Linked DNA regions of Mus musculus: region 2 is linked to region 1. The links are chromatin contacts, called in public promoter capture Hi-C maps. All regions are on one chromosome and are shown on one strand. Each heading gives the region's core, a stretch centred on a gene start, on an enhancer-like site or on the middle of the called end of the contact. The rest is flanking DNA. Distances are from core to core; before and after follow the strand shown.

Region 1 (5,679 bases), core at 1,287-3,786:
TGTCTCTGTTCAGACTCTATGCTGGACACTACAAGAACACAAATGGAGTTCTGTTTTAGACATGGGCCATTTCCCAGGGACATAAAAGATGGGTGCTGTTTTGGCTGGGGTATGGTGGGGAAAGGCATTTCACATAGTCAGAACAGGTTGGCTAAGAGAGGGTGTGGCTGGAAAGAAAAACAAAAGTACTGTCTGCTGCCAGTCAGCCCCAGGAACCTGGCTGGGGATTACCATGGAAAGATAAGCCAGATGGGGACTGGGCAAATGACTGCACATCTACACTGATCACTGACAATCTGATCCGGATAGGGCACTAGAGGCAGAAGAAATACTTAGGTCACGTGACAGGGGCCTGAACCTACTGACTCAACCTAGAGAATGGAAGCTATAGCCAACTGCTCCAGACCCGAGGAGAAGGGGACAGATGTGGTTTTCAGGAGGAGGTGTGAGGCAAGGGGATAATTTATTACATTTGGGGAAAGGTGAGTTGAACTTGAAAAGCCCAACATTGGTTGAAAAATTACTGGAAACAAATGGCTAATTCTGTCAGAATAAAAAATTCTCTACCCTAAAACTCATATCCTCAAATAGATAATGAAGGGAGAAAAGAAAACTATCCAACCCTTCCTAGGTCATAAGGCCTGGGATCTAGATATGAGATACAGGCACTCTGACCTACTGACCTACTGGCCTCATTAAGTCTGGAGGGACTGGTGTCAGTGTGGGCAACCATTTCGTTTTTGAATGAGCCGACTGTGGCTCCATGGAAGATCTAGACTGAGGCACCCAAGAGATGGCTGTGGAATCACAATCTATTGATAACACTGTATCCAGAAAATGGAACATTAACAATGAGGAAGCTAAAGGTCAAAAGAGTCCAGGCCACTCTCTGACATTCTGCTCAGAAATTCTGGGTGCCGCTCTTAATAAGACTGTGATAAACCTGAACCATCCAAAAGTGTACAGAAACAAAAGATGTGGCCATATTTAGAAAAACAGGTTTGATAGCTACTGAAATGGTTTGTTTCAAAAAAGAAAAAAAAAGGTTCCTTTCTCATTGAAATGGAATTATTCTTGGTCTGTAACATGAAGAGGTTTGTCTGGGACCAAGAGATTGAAATTGGAGGAGGGGCAATTTGAGACTGGAGGTGAGGAATCCTGTGCCAGCACTTAAGATGGAAGAGATTTCTTTCTCATCAAAGATAAAAGTGGAGACTGGACCTCAGCACCAGAGGATGCTACAGGCAGAATGAAGTGAATGAGAAGGACATGACGACTTAGGTCAAATGTCCCTGTCACTCTGGTGACCCCGCAGGAGAAAACAGATTGGAGCAATAGACAAAAGGTGACAAAGACATTTTCAGAGAGCAGGCCACTGAAACCCCAGGGAAGATGTCTGAAGGTACAGGTGTTGGTATGAGGAAATCAGCTAGTTGTAATTATCTAGCTTTATAGCAGGTGTTAATCACTGGTAAGGTAAAACCAACGTTGAGTGGCAAGCAGGGATCCCACCAGGACCGGGAATAGGGGTCATTTACATAATATTTCGATCAAGAAGCTGCCTTAATTATGCCTGCGTCCTTAGAACAAGAGTGAAATGGAATGTAAAAGTTACACACTAACTTATTTAGCAGAAGTAAGTTGAAGCCAAGAGGGCATTCAGACGGCGCTGAGAGAGCAAGTGAGATTATTAAAGCAATTAATGCCACAGAACCCCCTGCACTGTCCTGAGACAAGGCAAAAGGAGTCCGGAGGGCAAAGCTCTACCCATCGGAGGCTCCATCCTGTGAGGATGCCTAACTTGAAGGGGTTCCCTGGGCCTCAGAGGCAACTTGCTCAGGGAAGTGTTTCCTTGGGATTAGCACGCTGGTTGCATCTAAAGTTGGCAGCAAAACTTGCCAGCACTGCCCACATGGGTAGTTACACAGTCTGCTTTCCTAAGGGACCTTTGAGACAATTTCCTGGCAGTTATTCTTGTCTCTAATCTCAACGCTGTCCCGACTCTAGGCTCCAGACAGGTGTGCATGCCTCTGAGAAGCCCCAAGGCACAGTGGCCAGGGTTCACATCTGCTGGGTCATCATATCCATCTGCACCAAGCCACATTCTAAAGAACATACGATTAAGGACCCGCCTAGAACCAAGTTCCATTTCCCTAGCTGCTGGAAGATCTACATCTCAAAGAGGCGGGGCTTCACTAAGTTTAATGTAGATGAATTTGAAGACGAGGCGGCTGAGAAGTGGTTTGTTCCAGCAAGCTATGGAGTCAAAGATGTCCTCAACTGCAGCCTCTTGGAGAAGTGGTGGGCCCTGCATAACCAAGGGCTTCTACTATGCTCACCTATACCCTACCGAATTTTGTTCAGTAGTAAATCTCACATCCAGTCTGGAAGAAACCAATCAGTCATACCTCTGTGCAATGTACTACAGATTCCTGCATCCTTTCACCTTTGTCTCAGGCATGGACGTAGTGAATGGTTCTAACAATCTGTCCCACATCTTTTGCCAAAAGCCATGGAGAGTTAAACCTTCCCAGCTACAAAACAGAAAGACAAAAGGAAAAGGAAGTCATTTAAAAATATCTCAATTCTTCTTCAGGGGAAAGGTTAGTTTATAAGCCAAGTCAAAGAAGGACATAATTCTTCTCCAAAATCGACATGTTCTGTACTGTCAGCTTCTTCGAGAACTGTCCAAAACAAAAAACGAACATAAAAGGTTGTTAAGTAAAGCTGCTGTTTTTCTCTGGAACTCGTTTTTATTCCTTAAGGATTTATTCATCCTAATTATCCATTGTTGTGTAATAAGACCACAAGACTCGGTGGCTTAAAACAATACTCATTTCCTTATTGCCATGGTTTCTCAGGGTCTGGAATTCCAGAAGAATTTAGCAGAGCAGTTCTGGCTGAGAGTGTCGGATGAGGCCATGGCCAGATGGTAGCTGGAGTTAGAATGTGGGGTTGGGGGGTGAGAGGAGGCATGGCCTGGCAGCTGGCAAGCAGTAGGTCGCTTCTCCATGTAGCTCGGACTTTGTCATCGGCCTCTCTGGCTAAGGTTGGCTTCCTCATAGCATGGTGGCCTCGGAACAACCTAACTGCTTAGAGGATGCAGCTCACAGATGTAAGAAGAATGAACCAGGAAGCAGAAGGGACATCACTGGATCTTTTCCTTTTCAATTTATCCTCAGAAGAAATGTGGCAAAATTCCTCTTCCATCCTAGCAGGTACAAGTAGACACAAAGCCCCATAGGCTTGAGGGGCAATAGCTAAGACTTTTCATCTTGATGGGCCAGTGGCCAGGAGAACACCTAGGCTGGATGGTGGCTGCTGTTCAACTCTATTGGAAAACTACTCTCGGCCCCACAGCCCAAGGTTAACAACAACTGCAAAGTCCCACATACAAGAGGACTATAAATCCACTCTCATTTTTCCTTTCTAAGTCCATTATTATCATCACCATTTTATGTGTCTGAGTGTTTTGCCTGCATGTATGTCTGTGCAGCACTTGCATGTTGGACACTTGGGGAGGACCTTACACGCCCTGGAACTGGAATTACAGATGGTTGTGAACTGCTCCCTGGGTGCTGGGAATCAAACCTGGATCCTCTGAAAGAGAATTTAACCACAGAGTTCTCTCTGTAGCCTCCCTTGGGGGGGGGGGGGGGAAAGATTGATATTGTGTGTGTGTGTTTACACCTAAGAGATGATAACAACATTTATGATGGGAAATGCTTTGACTTTCAAACTCTATTTTCTTCAGGCTGTAGCTCTGCTTAGTACACTTCTGCTTCCTGGGTTTGCACCACATTTCTTTTCTGACCATTAGTTAGATCCGGTGCAAGCAAGGGCAGCGCCTGGGTGGCTGACTGGGTTTCCTGATTCAAGCACGCCCTCTAGTGTTAAAATGGTGTCATTTCTTTATCAGTTGGGTCTGCTCTCAGGGTCGTCTGCCCTCTGTTGGGATGCCCTTTGCTTTCTTCAGGATCCTCCATTTTATCTCTTTTGCTGACTTTCTCAACATCACAAAGTTTCCAGAGGCAAGTGTTCCTAGCACCCTCCATCTCTCCCAGAGTCCCCTTCCTCAGGATGAGACTCATCTTTGACAGTTGGTGTAGCCTGTGCTGTCTCGCCCAGCCTCTGCACACTCGTGTCCTCCACTCAATGCTCCCACAGGCTTCTGAGCCTGCCAGGTCTCACCTGGGCTCCTAGCTGGACTCAAACAGGGGATCTGAAGTTTGTAGAATTCTGTTTCTTCACAATGCTGAGGGGGGTATATAAATGATTACAATATTTGCTCTCTTTCTAGATCAAGGTGACATAGGCCATACTTCTACTCCAACTCAGAGTTTTATACGCCAAAATAATAAAAATGCCATTTAATGCACTTAAGAATATCATTACCCCAAGCCTATTTGCTCAACACTATACAAGTATTTCTTAGTTTGGCATCCTTAGGAACCTTAGGCAGGTCCCAGGGCCCTACAAGTTACCAAAACTCACATTGCCAAAACTCTTACATAAATGCTGCCCTCCATATAATCTATACATTCTCCTGTGCAACTTACACCACCTCTAGAGGATTTAGAACTGATACAATACAACACTGACACAATACAACACTGATACAATACAACACTGATACAATACAACACTGATACAATTCAACACTGATACAATACAACACTGATACAATACAACACTGATACAACACAACACTGATACAATACAACACTGATACAATACAACACTGATACAATACAACACTACATGACCAGTTACTATGCTCTGCTGCTTAGGGGAAAATCAGAACTCCATGCACATTCAATAAAGACCTCTTTTTCTTTTTAATGCATTTTTAATTATTTTATGTGCCTGGGTGTTTTGACTGCATTTATGTCTGTGCAAGACCCTCAGAAACCAAAAGAGGGTGTCAGGTCCCCTGGAACTGGAGTTACAGATGGTTGTGAACTGGCCATGCTGGTACTGGAAGTCAAACTCTGGCCCTCTGTGAGAGCAGTCAATGCTCTTAACCACTGAGCCATCTCTCTAATATCAAATATTTTCTATCCAAAGTTATTCAAATTATTAGATCCAAGTAAAACTGGCCAGTATGGAGAGTCAACTGTACAGTAATATATATATATAAGGTTCTAAATAAGTAACTTTTTATAATAACGCACATTCGTGTGTATGTGTACAGAATTGTTTAAAATCCTTTCTGACCACTAAAGCATACTGAAAGCCAAAATTCTTTAATTTCACCAGCCATTGCCAAGACAGAGAACAGTCCTGTCTCAAAAGTGGAATCCCTTGAAGGCATCTTTTTTTTTCCCCTGGAATAAAAAATCGAAGGCTAAAGGAGTTAACAGGAGTCCTACATCTGACTTTCAAACTCTCTTTGAAAAAGGAGACATTTGTAAATGTTGAACATAGCTAACTAGGGCCATATGGCTCAGACACAAGACAGCATGTCATGAGTTAACCTGGAGCCTCAGCCCCACAGCAAACAATGTGGATGAGACTGTGTCACACTGCCAGTATCTGCATTTGTCCCTGGCTCTTTCAGTGGGTCCGAAGTACCTGGCATCACCCCGCCCCGCCCTCCACCTCCAATAGCCTTCATCTTATGACTGAGGGAGATGGTCCATGAAGACCATCTCCACACTCTCCCAGTCTCAGATGAGC
Region 2 (5,679 bases), core at 2,143-4,642, 520 kb before region 1:
TTCTCCCCCACTATATTTGAGGAATGGCTATGACCAAATTACAGACAATGGAAGGATATGCTAAAGAAAAGTGGTGCCCTGTATCTGCTGTGCAGAGGGCAGTTTCTTTTGATTTCTTAGGCACACCTGAAAGAATGCTTATGTATGGCTGGCTCTCACTCACTATCTAGTACATTTCTGTCAGAAAGGGCAGAATCTAAGACATACAGGTTCAGCTGTGAAAAATCCCCGATTCTTGTGAGAGAGGAGGAATTTTCCTAACCATCGGAAGAAGGGTGCTTTTAAGAAACCACTAAAAAACACCATTTAAAATCTATTTTAGATCCTCCTTGGAGGGAACTACTTGATGCTGAAATAAGACCACAATATTTTGACTTTGAAAATATTTTATTTGAATAGTAAATATTTATACAGTTGAAACAGTTCTATCGAAGCTTTCTATAAATAGCTAACAATTAAGAAAATAATGTATGTAGAAAAGAGATTGCATTTAAAAGTAAGAGCTGTCGGTTGTACAAGGGCCTTGGGGCCCCTCAAGCAGAATAAAATGGTATGTTGTCTGTAATTCCCTCGATAGATAGAAAAGTTAAAACTTTCAGCAGACCCCTCTAGAAAAAACGATTCTTTCCTAAAATGCACAGTGAAATGTCAAAAGTGGCAGGGGGAAAGCTCAGAGAGAGAGAGAGAGAGAGAGAGAGAGAGAGAGAGAGAGAGAGAGAAAGAGAGAGAGAGAGAGAGAATCTGCAATCAAATAATATCATAATCTTCATAATTAATATAAATAAATAAAGAATAAATAACAATTGTGCATCAATCAACATATACATGTCAAAGGAACTCAATAGCCCTACCTCAACAAAGATGATTAAACCAAAAGTCTTCCGGGATATACTGAGGCAGTTACTACAGCATCTCGTTAGAACTCCTCCCACCCCCAAAAAACAATCCCCAACAGACAACAGGTCAAGGCATTTGTGGCTATACTAAAGAAAACTCTTTTTTAAGCAATTTGATTTGTTCACATACAAAAAGGTAAAGCCAGACTCCAGCAGTTCACAAGCCATAATAAAGCTAATCGTGTGGGAAGTTCAATTTACAGCCTGTGAAATATAAAGGCATTTTATTCCTCAAGATTCACCCAAAACAACCCGTACGCTACAGACATAGAGAGCAGAGATTGGTAGGCAGAGCAAACCGCATTTTCTAGACCATGAACACAGCGAATACTAGCAAGAAAAACAGCTTTGCCCCTCAAAAGGAGGCGTCCAACCACGAGACAAACGTATACAGCATTTTTTTCCTCCCCTGTACAGAAAGAGACGGACTCCTGTTGCGCCATGGGGCTTGGGGGGGGGGGCACAACGCAAAGGGGTTGGGGTCCAAAGGAGTCACAGCGAGAAGACCAGGTGGTCATGCTCCACCGAAGCGAAGCGAAGAGGACACTTTCACCCTGGAATGGGAGTAGGGGACCCCCAGATCAGGCATGGGGGGCGCTCTCTCTTTGTGGGTCTCCGAGTGAAGGCACAGTTCTGGGGGCCCCCGGACCGAGGGCGCACTCTAGCAGGCCGGACGCACAGGCACCTGAAGGAGGATCACCTGTCTATTCTCAGACGGGTGGCACTTGTTGATGTGCCGGGTCAGGCCCGGGGAGCTGTAGAAGGTGGCCGGGCAGTACTTGCAGGGGAACACCTGGGCAGCGTGCAGCAGGCGCAGGTGGCGCTCCTGGGCGCCCTTGCTGGGGAAGGTCTCCCCGCACACTGGGCACAGGTGGCACTGGGCGGTCGCACTCAGGCCCAGCACGCCGGCCGCCTCGCCGTCGCCCGAGGCCTCCTGGGGCGCCTTTTCGTCGGGCCCCGCGTAGAAAGCCAGGATGTCCTCGGCGGGGGGTGGCGGCGGCGGCGGGGGCGGGGGCGCGCCTTTGGCCTGCAGCGCCTGGTGATGTGCCAGCAGGTGCTTGCGCAGATAGGCCTGGCGACGGAACTTCTTGGCGCAGTGGTGGCACTCGTAGAGCCCGTCCTCGGAGCCTGACTCGGATACGCCGCCAGGGCTCGGCGTGTCCCGATCGCTGCTGCCGCCGCCCGCAGCCTCGCGCGCCTCCGCCCTGGTGGCGGCTTCTGGCTCTGGCGCGCGGGCCGCCGCGGGCACCGGCCGTGGTTTGTGCCAGCGGCGGTGCGAGGCCAGGTTGGCCGGGCAGCTGAAGACCTTGGCGCACTCTGGGCAGCGGTACTCCACGCGCACGATGCGCGAGCACTTGTGCTGCGCCAGCGCGAACGGGTCAGCGTACTCCTCCTTGCACAGCTGGCAGATGAACTCGCCCAGGGGTCGGGTCGCGCCCCCCGCGCGACCCCGCGGCGCCTCCACCGGGCCCTCCTTGATCTTGAGCCCCAGAACCGGCGACGTGGTCACCTCGTCCTCGAAGTGCAGCTTGCGGATGGCCTTCGGCTTTTTGGCGCTCGGGGCCTTGGCTGCCTTGGCGGGCGGCTCTGTAGCGACAGCGGCGGGGGGCGCCGGTCGCTTGCCCGGGGGCCGCAGGGCCGCGGCGGGGGACAGTGGAGGACCGGTCCCAGGACCCCGGGCCGCCTCGGCGCCGGCGGAGAACGCAGTGCCCATCTTGAGCTCGGCGGGAGCGAAGAGCAGCGCGTCTCCGCCGCAGGTGCCGCCGCCGCCGCCGCCAGCGCCGTTGGCGCCGCTGCCTCCCCCTGCGAGCAGCGCGGCGGGCGTGGGGAAGGACTCAGCGGACACCGGCGAGCCCAGGTTGAAGCTGCGCTCGAAGTACTTGTGCTTCTCGTGCTCGCGGCTCACCGGCCGCGTGGGACTGTAGAGAGGCGCCGGGTGCGCAGCCTCGGGGTTGCCGAAGTGCGCGGCCCGCGGGCCTGGCGGGGGTGGCGGCGGCGGGCCTGGCGCGCAGGCGAGCGCGGCGGCGAGCGCAGCATGGGCGCGCTCCGCGAGCGCCGGCGGCGGAGGTGGCGGCAGCGGCCCGGGGCTGGGCACCGGGGGCTCGGCGCGGGCGCCCCCGCAGCCGGGTGACAGCAGCAGCGCCCGGTCACTGTCCTCGCCGCCGCGGACCCGGTAGGACACGGGCGTGGACTTCTTGCTGCGCTTCACCAGAAACCCGCGGGGCATGTTGGCGCGGTGAAAAGGGCGACGCACTGGTTGGGTCCCACCTCCGTGCTCGGCCCTGGCGGCCCTCAGTGACCCCAGCCCATCGCCTGCACGCGGCGGCTTCGGGACTCCCGCAGTGCCCGCGGCTGCTGGCCCGGCTCTGCGCTCCGCACGCGCGTCCCTGTCCCCGGGCCCGGGCGCCGCTCCCTTTTAACGGGGGGAGGGGGCCATTGTTCTCGCCTCCCGCTTCCCCCAGAGCCAATCAGAGCGTCCGCAGCTCCTCCGCCGACGAGGGCGGGAGGGCGACGGAGCGGCAAAAAAGGGGCCGGGACTCGAGGGTCGCCCGGTAGGTGCGGCAGATGTACCTGAGGGCGCGGGGCCCCAGCGCGCGCCCCTCGGCCGCCCCGCCCCGCCCCGCCCCGCCGCGCCCGGCGCCGCCGCCCCGCCTGGCCCAGGCACACGCCCGGCCCCGCCTCCCTTCACGGTCTGCTGCTCCTCTATGGGGAGGCGCACGTGCCTGGGCTTTGTGTGTCTCCTCCGGGGGGCGCGGAGCCGCCAAATGGGCCCGTCCATCAGCACGACAATGTGCGCCCCCCTCCCGCGCGAGGATTACCCGCGGGTCGCGAGCTAAATAGCAACAAAGGAGAAGAATGGCCCCAAATATGTCAGGAGGGTTCAATCCGCGAGCCGGAGCCCAGGGGGAAATTGGGCGCGCTGATGGGGTGGGGGCAGGGGCGACCCGAGGGCCGCGGCTGCTGCGGGAGAAGGGCGCGGGAGCTCCGCGCGTCGTATGGAAAATCATCGGCAAGGGGAACGCGCAACTCAACTCCGGACAGCCAGTGGCCCGACCGTGCTCTGGCCGCGGGAACCCGGGCTTCAGAGAGTAAACACGTTGAGCCAGCGGGCTTCGGCGGAGCGCCGGGTCTGGGCTCACGGGCTCAACCTGCCGGCGGGCCTCGAAAGCTTCTCTCGAGTTGGAGAAACTGTTGGCATAGCACGTTTTCGATCGCCCTCGGATGCGAGGCTGCATCCCTGGCCTGCTGGCTGGCTTCCAAAAGGAACTTGAATATCTGAAGTTACGTTCCTTTCCCTAATATGCCTGAAGCCGGAGGATTGGCATCTTTGCCAGGGTCGGACCCAGGCTTCAGGAGCCTCCTCGCTGTCCAGGGCGTAGGCAACGCCTGTGGAGTTGACCCAAGTGGGCCACGCACGGTGAAGTTGGTTTTCACCCTCTGCGCAGCCTCATGCATTTTCATTCTGAGCGGGCATTTTGTCTGTGGGTTGACATCAGATGCTAAATCAAGGGCTCCAATCAAGGCGCTGCGGAATAAAGCAACCGCCTGTCTGGGCGCGGGGGCCCCCCCCCCCCGGAGTCGTGCCCCCTTCACCTTTGTGAAGGAAATTAACCTCCCGCTATTGAGCGCGGGTCGCGGCCAATCTGGACGCAAAAGAGACGCGTGCTGCCGGGGGTGTGGGGAGGTGGGGGTGGCCAATCTGTCCTCAGAGGGAGCCTGCAGCCTGAGAGGACCAGCCGCTTCCTCCCGTGCCACTGGCAAGAGACAACAACGAAGGACACCCCTGGTACACACACGCCACACTAGACGCCAGATTTGGACCCAGACCCGGCAACTTGTCTAGGGATCTCTTCCCTGCTAATGGCTGAGAAAACACAGAAGGTTCTTTTCTTGGGGAAAGAAGTAGATCCCTAAGAAGCCCCTCACCAGGGAACAAATAGCCAAGACGCATCAAATGTCATAGCTGTAGAGAAAATGTCACTTTACTCAAAGTGAGAGAAACATTTTTTCCCTCTTGAAGTGAGCCTAGATTTTTGCTGAGTTTGACTTAGATTAAATTCCACTGAAGGCATTTAATCGTTTTGGGGTTTCCCTCTGAAAATACCCTGGCTTGGAAATTAAATAGTGGTTTTGGTTTTTTGTTTGTTTTTTGTTTTTTCAACAGAATCCACTTGAGTAGTACATTGTAATGGGGACAGTTGTCAAGGTGAGTTAACTCAGAGGAAAGAAATCTTATGATTTTATATCCATGATTTTTTTTAAAACCACCAACTGAAGAGAGAAAAATATATAAAGTGTTGTAATGGTTGCTAGTCTTTATAAAGTTAGAAATACTAAAATGAGTTACAATCCATTAATATTTCGATCTGGAAATAACTGTTATTTCTTTGCTCTTTTGAGCGCTGATTAATACTGCTGATGAAATTAGAAGAGAGAGGGAGATTCCGAGACAGCTTTGGCCAATTTTATTTCCTAATCACGAATCCCATCTGGGTTGTGGAATAATGGGGCGGGGCTCGACGGGCTACCCCCATCAGGATATTTAGTCTTGCGTATGTAACACTCTTTTTATTCAAAAGGCTGCCGGAAGAGTTCGTCGCCTAGTGAGTTCTTACAAGCAAACAAAAAAAAATCCACTAATAACTGTAAAGAAGGTGTGTATGTGTGTTGAATTTGTGGGGGTGCATATGACCAACAATTGAAAAAAAAACAAATAATAAAATAAAGATAAAAAAACCTTGCTCGAGGGAATTCAAACAGAGCTCTTGATTTAGTCAAGGAA

What was found. Promoter capture Hi-C pulls out the DNA fragments that hold promoters and counts their contacts.
Region 2: a promoter capture Hi-C map of embryonic stem cells shows a contact between it and region 1. The contact joins the promoter of Insm1 here to the promoter of BC039771 in region 1. A contact is called at or near these places in 4 of 39 promoter capture datasets (embryonic stem cells, hippocampal neurons and stem cell-derived epiblast-like cells) and 1 of 484 Hi-C or Micro-C datasets (granulocyte-monocyte progenitors).

The regions. Positions count from the first base shown.
Region 1 is chr2:145,698,052-145,703,730 of GRCm38.p6, reverse strand. It overlaps BC039771 (cDNA sequence BC039771), which reads right to left and starts at 2,536. Exons shown (of 4, transcript NR_033220.1): 1 at 2,409-2,536.
Region 2 is chr2:146,219,710-146,225,388 of GRCm38.p6, reverse strand. It overlaps Insm1 (insulinoma-associated 1), which reads right to left and starts at 3,392. Exons shown (of 1, transcript NM_016889.3): 1 at 369-3,392. The coding sequence starts at 3,123. The coding sequence ends at 1,558.